2 separate regions of the Rattus norvegicus genome follow, and region 1 is linked to region 2. Evidence: chromatin contacts called from public Hi-C data. All regions are on one chromosome and are shown on one strand. The core of a region is the stretch at or near the end of the contact, and the rest is flanking DNA. Distances in the headings are between cores, read along the strand shown. Region 1 has its middle 16 kb from the start of Rnu6-28. Region 2 holds the start of Grk5 (G protein-coupled receptor kinase 5).

Region 1 (2,953 bases), core at 302-2,801, 240 kb after region 2:
GAAGTCTAAAACAATGGTGCACAGCAGGACACAGGGTATCTCAAGAACATTACTGACCAAACCTACAGTGGACTTAGGACTGATAGCCACAGCCCCATGTGGTGGGACAAGTTGGGTTCTCAGAATGTGAAGCAACCCCTTCCAAAGGCCTTGGCAACCTGGAGACCATCACTAGTTCTCACAAGCATACTCCTTGCTTTAGAGCAGCTCTATTTAATTCTCAGTACATCAGGGCCTTAGGGAAAACTCTCAAGGCCTCAGTCTTGTACTGGCTCTGGCAATCATGCTCCTGGGTTTCCTTCTCTATGCATGAGGGCCTCATGGAAAGCCTTGCTTGATCAGGCCAGACCTCAACACAACAGTGTTTTTCCTTTTCAAATGGTTGTCACCTGGTGTAGTCTTGCCTGTGTGGCAGAACTATGCTTTTCTCAAGAAGAAATCTGGGTCTTTATGGCACACCAGGCCTTAATGTTGGTTATGATCCTGTAATGCTCCCTTGAGCAGCGTGTTAAGAGGCCTGTTCTTCGATATGAGGATGGGCTTAGTGGCTAGTTGTAGGGGTGTTCTGGTGAACAAACACGTGTATCCTAGCACGCTAATCTCTAACAGGCCTGGTTAACATAATGCTTATCTGTGGGGTGTTTTAGAAGCAGTCCTCCCTCAGCTAAATTCTACTTGGTGTGCCTTACTATCCCCTAAGCACTGGTAGTTCTTTCACATCATGGATTTCTTCTCTGTTACATCACAGTTTAATATTGGATCGCTACCCAACACATGAAATTTCTTTTACAGCCTCCACGAACTTAACTCCAAATGGATTGTACACCTAAATAGTAAATGCTAAGGACAGAACCTGTAGAAGATACTACACAAACGATGGCTCCCCGAGTTTGGCATCCTACCAAGGATGTTTCTACACACAAGTCCCTGCTCCAAATGTTTTGCCCATACACAATCCCCATAGGGAAGTTATTCAGAGGCCACCGCTGGATCCAGCGAGTAACTAGGACACAGGGGACCTCACGGGTCAGCATCTGGCTGACACTCCCCACCCAGCCCCAGGGAAGACCCACCACACCAGCTCCCGCTGCTCAGCTGCCTGCTCCTCCCCATTGTGGCCCTTGACCCTGCGCTCACCATGTCGCGACTTCAGAGCGTGCCTGAGCTCCCCTCTCAGTGCCCAGTAGCAGAGTTGAGAGCAGGACACACGAAAACATTCAAGACTGCTCAGGAACAGAGCGGAACTTACAGCGTGACACCCGGAAGGATCCTCCCCCTTTTCTGACTGGCAGGTCCATCTGAAGGCTCTGATTGGCCAGAGAGTATTGAGTAACAAAAGCACTGCCCTTAGGGTTAGAGTACGCTGATGGGACACAGCATAGAAGTTCCTGGCTCAGACTTCCAGGTCAGAGCCAAAGCTTTTCCAGATGTGCAGAGATGTGCACTTCAGTAGCACTTGTGCCTGTCCTCCAATATTCTACCTGTCTGTCTTCCCACCCAGCCCCGGGAGGACCCACCACTCCAGTTCCTCTGCTCAGCCGCCTGCTCCTCCCCTTGTGGCAATTGACCCTGCCCTCACTACTTGTCACTTCATCCCTTGCTTGAACTCTCCTCAGTACTCAGTAGGCACTTCCCCTTCTTCCTCCTTGAATCAAGGTAAATAACTTACATAGCCCAATTCTCAACTTGCAGTAGAGTTCTCAATCTGGCCCTCAAGTGGAAGGATGGCCAGCATTTTAACAAAGAGAGACTTTAGGAAACAAGATATCTGTTTTGTGCCTTCATGGTGGGTTCAGGTAAACTGCAGCTATTTTTCACCAAGCAAGAAATCGATGACAAACACTGTGGAGCGCTATTGTTAGCCAGCACATCTTCCTCAGTGGGAAGGTGGAAAAAACAAAAACAAACAAGCAAAATAGCTGTGGTACTTAAGATTCTCTAGATGAACAATCCACAAAACTGATAGAATGAATCCCTCTATGTGTGTAAAAAGTGGGTTTATTAGCATGGCTAACAGGCTGTGGTCCAATTAGTCTAACAATGGCTGTCAACCAATGGAAAGTGGTTGAGTCCATGTTGCTAGATGTCTCAGATGATCATCCGTATGCATCAGAATTCCAAAGAAATAGGCTCTAGTGCCAGAAAAAAAAAGAAACAAACAAACAGAAACAAACCAAAAACCGAACAACAAACAAACAAAACAAAAAACTGGCAAGCCAGAGCTAGGGCAAGCAGACAAAGGGAAAGAGCTACTATCTCCAATGTCCTTTATATATGTAGGCTACCACCAGAAGCTGTGGTCTAGATCTAGATTAAAGGTGGATCATACCACCTCAAAAGATCCAGATTGAAGAACTGTTTTCCCACTTCCAAAATTATAATTAAGAAAAATCTCAGTGGTTAAGAGCACTGACTACTCTTCCAGAGGTCCTGAGTTCAATTCCCAGCAACCACATGGTGGCTCACAACCATCTGAGGTGGGATCAGATGCTCTCTTCTGGTGTGTCTGAAACTGCTACAATGTACTCATATACACAAAATAAATAAATATTAAAAAATAAAGAAAAATCTCTCACAGTACCCAACTCTGAATTTTAATCACTTTGACTACTGAGAGTAGCCATTACAAAAGTCAAGGCAGGAGAACTGAGAAAGATTTTCCCCCTGTGGCAGGCAAGGAGAGCATGGGAGTCATTTCCAAAGCAATGCTTTTCTTCAACAAAGGAAGCATTAGAGATTTTACTTAGGAAGTCTAGGTACATTCACAGAGGTTTGCCTACTCTTTTTTTTTTCCTTTTTTTTTTTTTTTTTTTTTTTTTTTTTTTGGAACTGGGCCGAACCCAGGGCCTTGCGCTTGCTATGTCAGCGCTCTACCACTGAGCTAAATCCCCAACCCCGAGGTTTGCCTACTCTTAAGCATACTAAGTTAAATCCTCTTCTAAATGTGGTCACA
Region 2 (3,255 bases), core at 741-3,240:
TTTTTTTAAAAGATTTTATTTATAAGTACACTGTCACTGTCTTCAGACACACCAGAAGAGGGCACTAGATCCCATTACAGATGGTTGTGAGCCACCATGTGGTTGCTGGGAATTGAACTCAGGTCCTCTGGAAGAGCAGCCAGTGCTCTTAACCTCTGAGCCATCTCTCCAACCCCATATATACTGCTCTTACAGAGGACCCAGACAGCAGGATCAGGCCAGCCTGGGTTCTATGAAACCCTGCACCAAAAAACAAAACAAAAGAAAAAAACCGAAACCAAAACCAAAAAACCAAACCGCCCCCCCAACCCCAAAAAACCAAAACCAAAAACTACAACAACAAAAAACAGTGAAAAAAAGTCAATAAACAAACATTGGACTAAGTTAGGTCTAGGCTCCTGCATTATGGTGCTGCCCACTCCTAGGAATCTCTTTGTTTTGAAAGAGCCCTTCATCACAAGTTAGGGTTCTGGGCACGACAGTTTGTAGTCTAAGTCTGTAGTTTAAGTCTAAGTTTGGGTTGCTTAGAACAGTAATTCCTGTGGTGTCATGTGCTCAAGTTGTTTGCTCAATTCTCTGTCTTCTGACAAGCAAACTTAACTTTGCTTGCAGACAAATGAGGTCCCCTGATCCAAATCCAGACCCTAGGCAAGTGGTGGTGGCAGATATATCCACTAGGAAAGAAGACTACCATTAACCAGCACTAGTCTGGTGACTACACTCTGAAAATGCCATTAGCGCCAATGCTTAATGACTGTTCTCCATTTCTCTCGGCCCCTCCCTACTTCCTGGCAGCTCTGGGGACAGCCGGCTTTTCCTTCTTTTGGACACAGAAGCTTCAGACCTAGTTTTAAAACGGATATCCGCCCGAAAGGCCCAGAGAAGGCAAAGGCCTCATTGTTCCCTGGGGCTTGGCAGCCCCGCCCCCAGCCCTTAGGACTCTCCTCGAAAGACCCCAGTTGACCGGAGAGCCAATTTCTCAGGATTAGAATTTTGGGGGAATAGGAGCTGGGACTAGATCTGGAGTCCGAGGTTCTGAAAGTGTAAGGAGCCAAGTGCTTCCAAGATAAACAAGCCTGCAATTTGAATGCCTTTTCACGCTGGCCTGGCTTGTTACTCATTAACATTCCCACAGCAGATTCGGTTTCTTATGTGTTTTTAGTAACTTGACTACAATATGTTTGGTTATAATGAAAATCGTAGGGTTTTGGGCCCCCGGCTTGCGAAGCGAAGCTGCTCTGAGCGTGGGGATCCCGGGAGTCCTAGGTGCCCGCATTCTGGTTCGCGTAGACGCGCCGTCGCCAGGCGGCGCTCACGCTACGTGCCTAGAGACCATCCACCGCCAGGTCGCCCCGGGCTGGCGAACCCCTTGCTGCCCGGAAACAAAGTGCACCTTTGTCAGCGACCTGGCGCGTGTGAGCAGCAGACGGCGGGCAGCGCGGAACCCCAGGGGCGCGCCTTCGCTCGGGTCTCAGCCTCTACACCTGGGCTTCCCACAGCAGCGTCCTGCCTTGGCTTGTGCTTTCCGCTTTCTCGGATCTTGGCGGGACAGGAAAGGGACTCTACGCTCCGGGAGTCGGGGTTCCGCCTTGGCTGAGGCGTTCGAGGCGTTCTTGACTGAGACTGCCTGCCGGCGAGACTGAGCCGCCTGGGCTCAGCGCCATACCGGCAGCAGTCCTGCACCACAGTCCCGGTGCACTACAGCCCCCGCCCCGTCAGACGCCGGACTACAATTCCCTTCATTCCCGGTGTCCAGAGCGCGCGGTGGGTGGTGCTTTCGGGCAGGCGCTTGCGCGGTGCCAGGGCTCGAGCCTAGAGTACCACACCCCCGGGAGGGGAACGAGGGGAGGCTGAAGCATCCGAAGCATTAAAGCATCCGAGGGAGCCGGAGGGGAGGAGAATGGAGTGACAGAGACGCGCGGAGGGTGGGGGGTGGGGGGGAAAGTGTTGAGGGAGGGGGGAGGGGGGACACAGAGGGAGGAAGAAGCGGCGGCGGCGGCTCTTCGGTGCAGAGGGGGAAACTCCGCGGGCTCGTAGAAAGAATAATGCGGTAGCGAGGCAGGCTGCTTGCTCTGGGGTTTGGCAGCAGCGGCGGCAGCTCGAGCAGCGGCAGCGGCATCACCCCAGACGCTGACAGCCCCGCCGGCCGGCTCCCTCACTGACTGCCGACTGTCAATGGAGCTGGAAAACATCGTGGCCAACACGGTCTTGCTGAAAGCCCGGGAAGGTAAGCTCGGGTGGTCCGGTGCTTGCACAGAGCATTCGCCGCGGGCCGGGGTGCGGGTGTCGGGTGACAAGCGGGCGTGCAGGATGCTCGCAGTGAGTTGGTGCGAGGGGTACAGCTTGGAGGTCTGTCGGCAAATATTGAGGGGCTCTTGCTTTTGGGCTCAGAAGATTAGGATTGGGGCAAAGACAGTTGCAGGGACGAGTTAAGATGCTAAAATATCCTCTAGTTTCCAGCTGAACCTTAGAAATCGTGCGGTCTCTGCAGCTGTTGAAAGGGCAGTTGGAAAAGCATTCTTTTAGGAGAGGATAAAAAACGAGCCAATAAAACAGCCTTTAGAGTTGGCCCGGGATGGTTTTAAGAGTGTGAAAACTCACTCTCTCTCTCTCTCTCTCTCTCTCTCTCTCTCTCTCTCTCTCTCTCTCTCTCTCTGTGTGTGTGTGTGTGTGTGTGTGTGTGTGTGTGTTGTGGGATTGGAATTAGCAAAAACCAGTCTTTGCTTGAGTTGATAAAGACTATTGGTGGAAATCATCATCCTCTGGGAAAATTTCTTAGGGAAATCCCGTCGTTGTGTGGAAGGAAGCCTTTTAAAGGCAAAGTAAGATGTTGGGGAATTAGCCAGTGTGTAGAATAATGAAAGGGTGGCTTTACAAGTCACTGAGAAAATAATTAAAAATTTAGGATGGATTGTTGTTATTAACCGTCCCAACTCCCACCCTGAGTTAGATAAGGCTTAGTTATAGGCAAGTGTGCTGCTGTTTAGATATGTTTTGTACGCATCTCAATTTCCTGCGTTTAGCTGTTAGGAAATGGATGGGTAAGATCCTTATTAATACCTTGTACCATGTATTTTGACTTTTGATTCTTGAGTTGAAAAGGTGTGTGTGTGGGGGGTGTGTGTCAGAAACTTCGATGTCCTAAACGGTTTGTGTTGCAGGAATGGAAACATACATATTCAGGAAAATTTGGAATTTATGTAATATCTTATTTGCCAACATTTGGATTCTGGTGTGCAGCCATTCTATAAGAAG

The links. A called contact is a pair of places that touch in the nucleus more often than the background predicts.
Region 1: a contact with region 2 is called in a Hi-C map of mammary epithelial cells, with 2.2 times the contacts expected there. The contact joins the enhancer-like site here to the promoter of Grk5 in region 2. A contact is called at or near these places in 2 of 12 Hi-C or Micro-C datasets (mammary epithelial cells and psoas muscle).

Annotation. Positions count from the first base shown.
Region 1 is chr1:270,249,965-270,252,917 of GRCr8, forward strand. It overlaps the pseudogene Zfp950. Among named protein-coding and RNA genes, the nearest start is that of Rnu6-28, 16 kb to the left of the region's middle. Within about 2 kb of position 1,552, at least 71 of the 93 cell types and tissues checked have an H3K27ac peak or open chromatin away from gene starts, as enhancers often do.
Region 2 is chr1:270,012,346-270,015,600 of GRCr8, forward strand. It overlaps Grk5 (G protein-coupled receptor kinase 5), which reads left to right and starts at 1,991. Exons shown (of 16, transcript NM_030829.2): 1 at 1,991-2,227. The coding sequence starts at 2,176.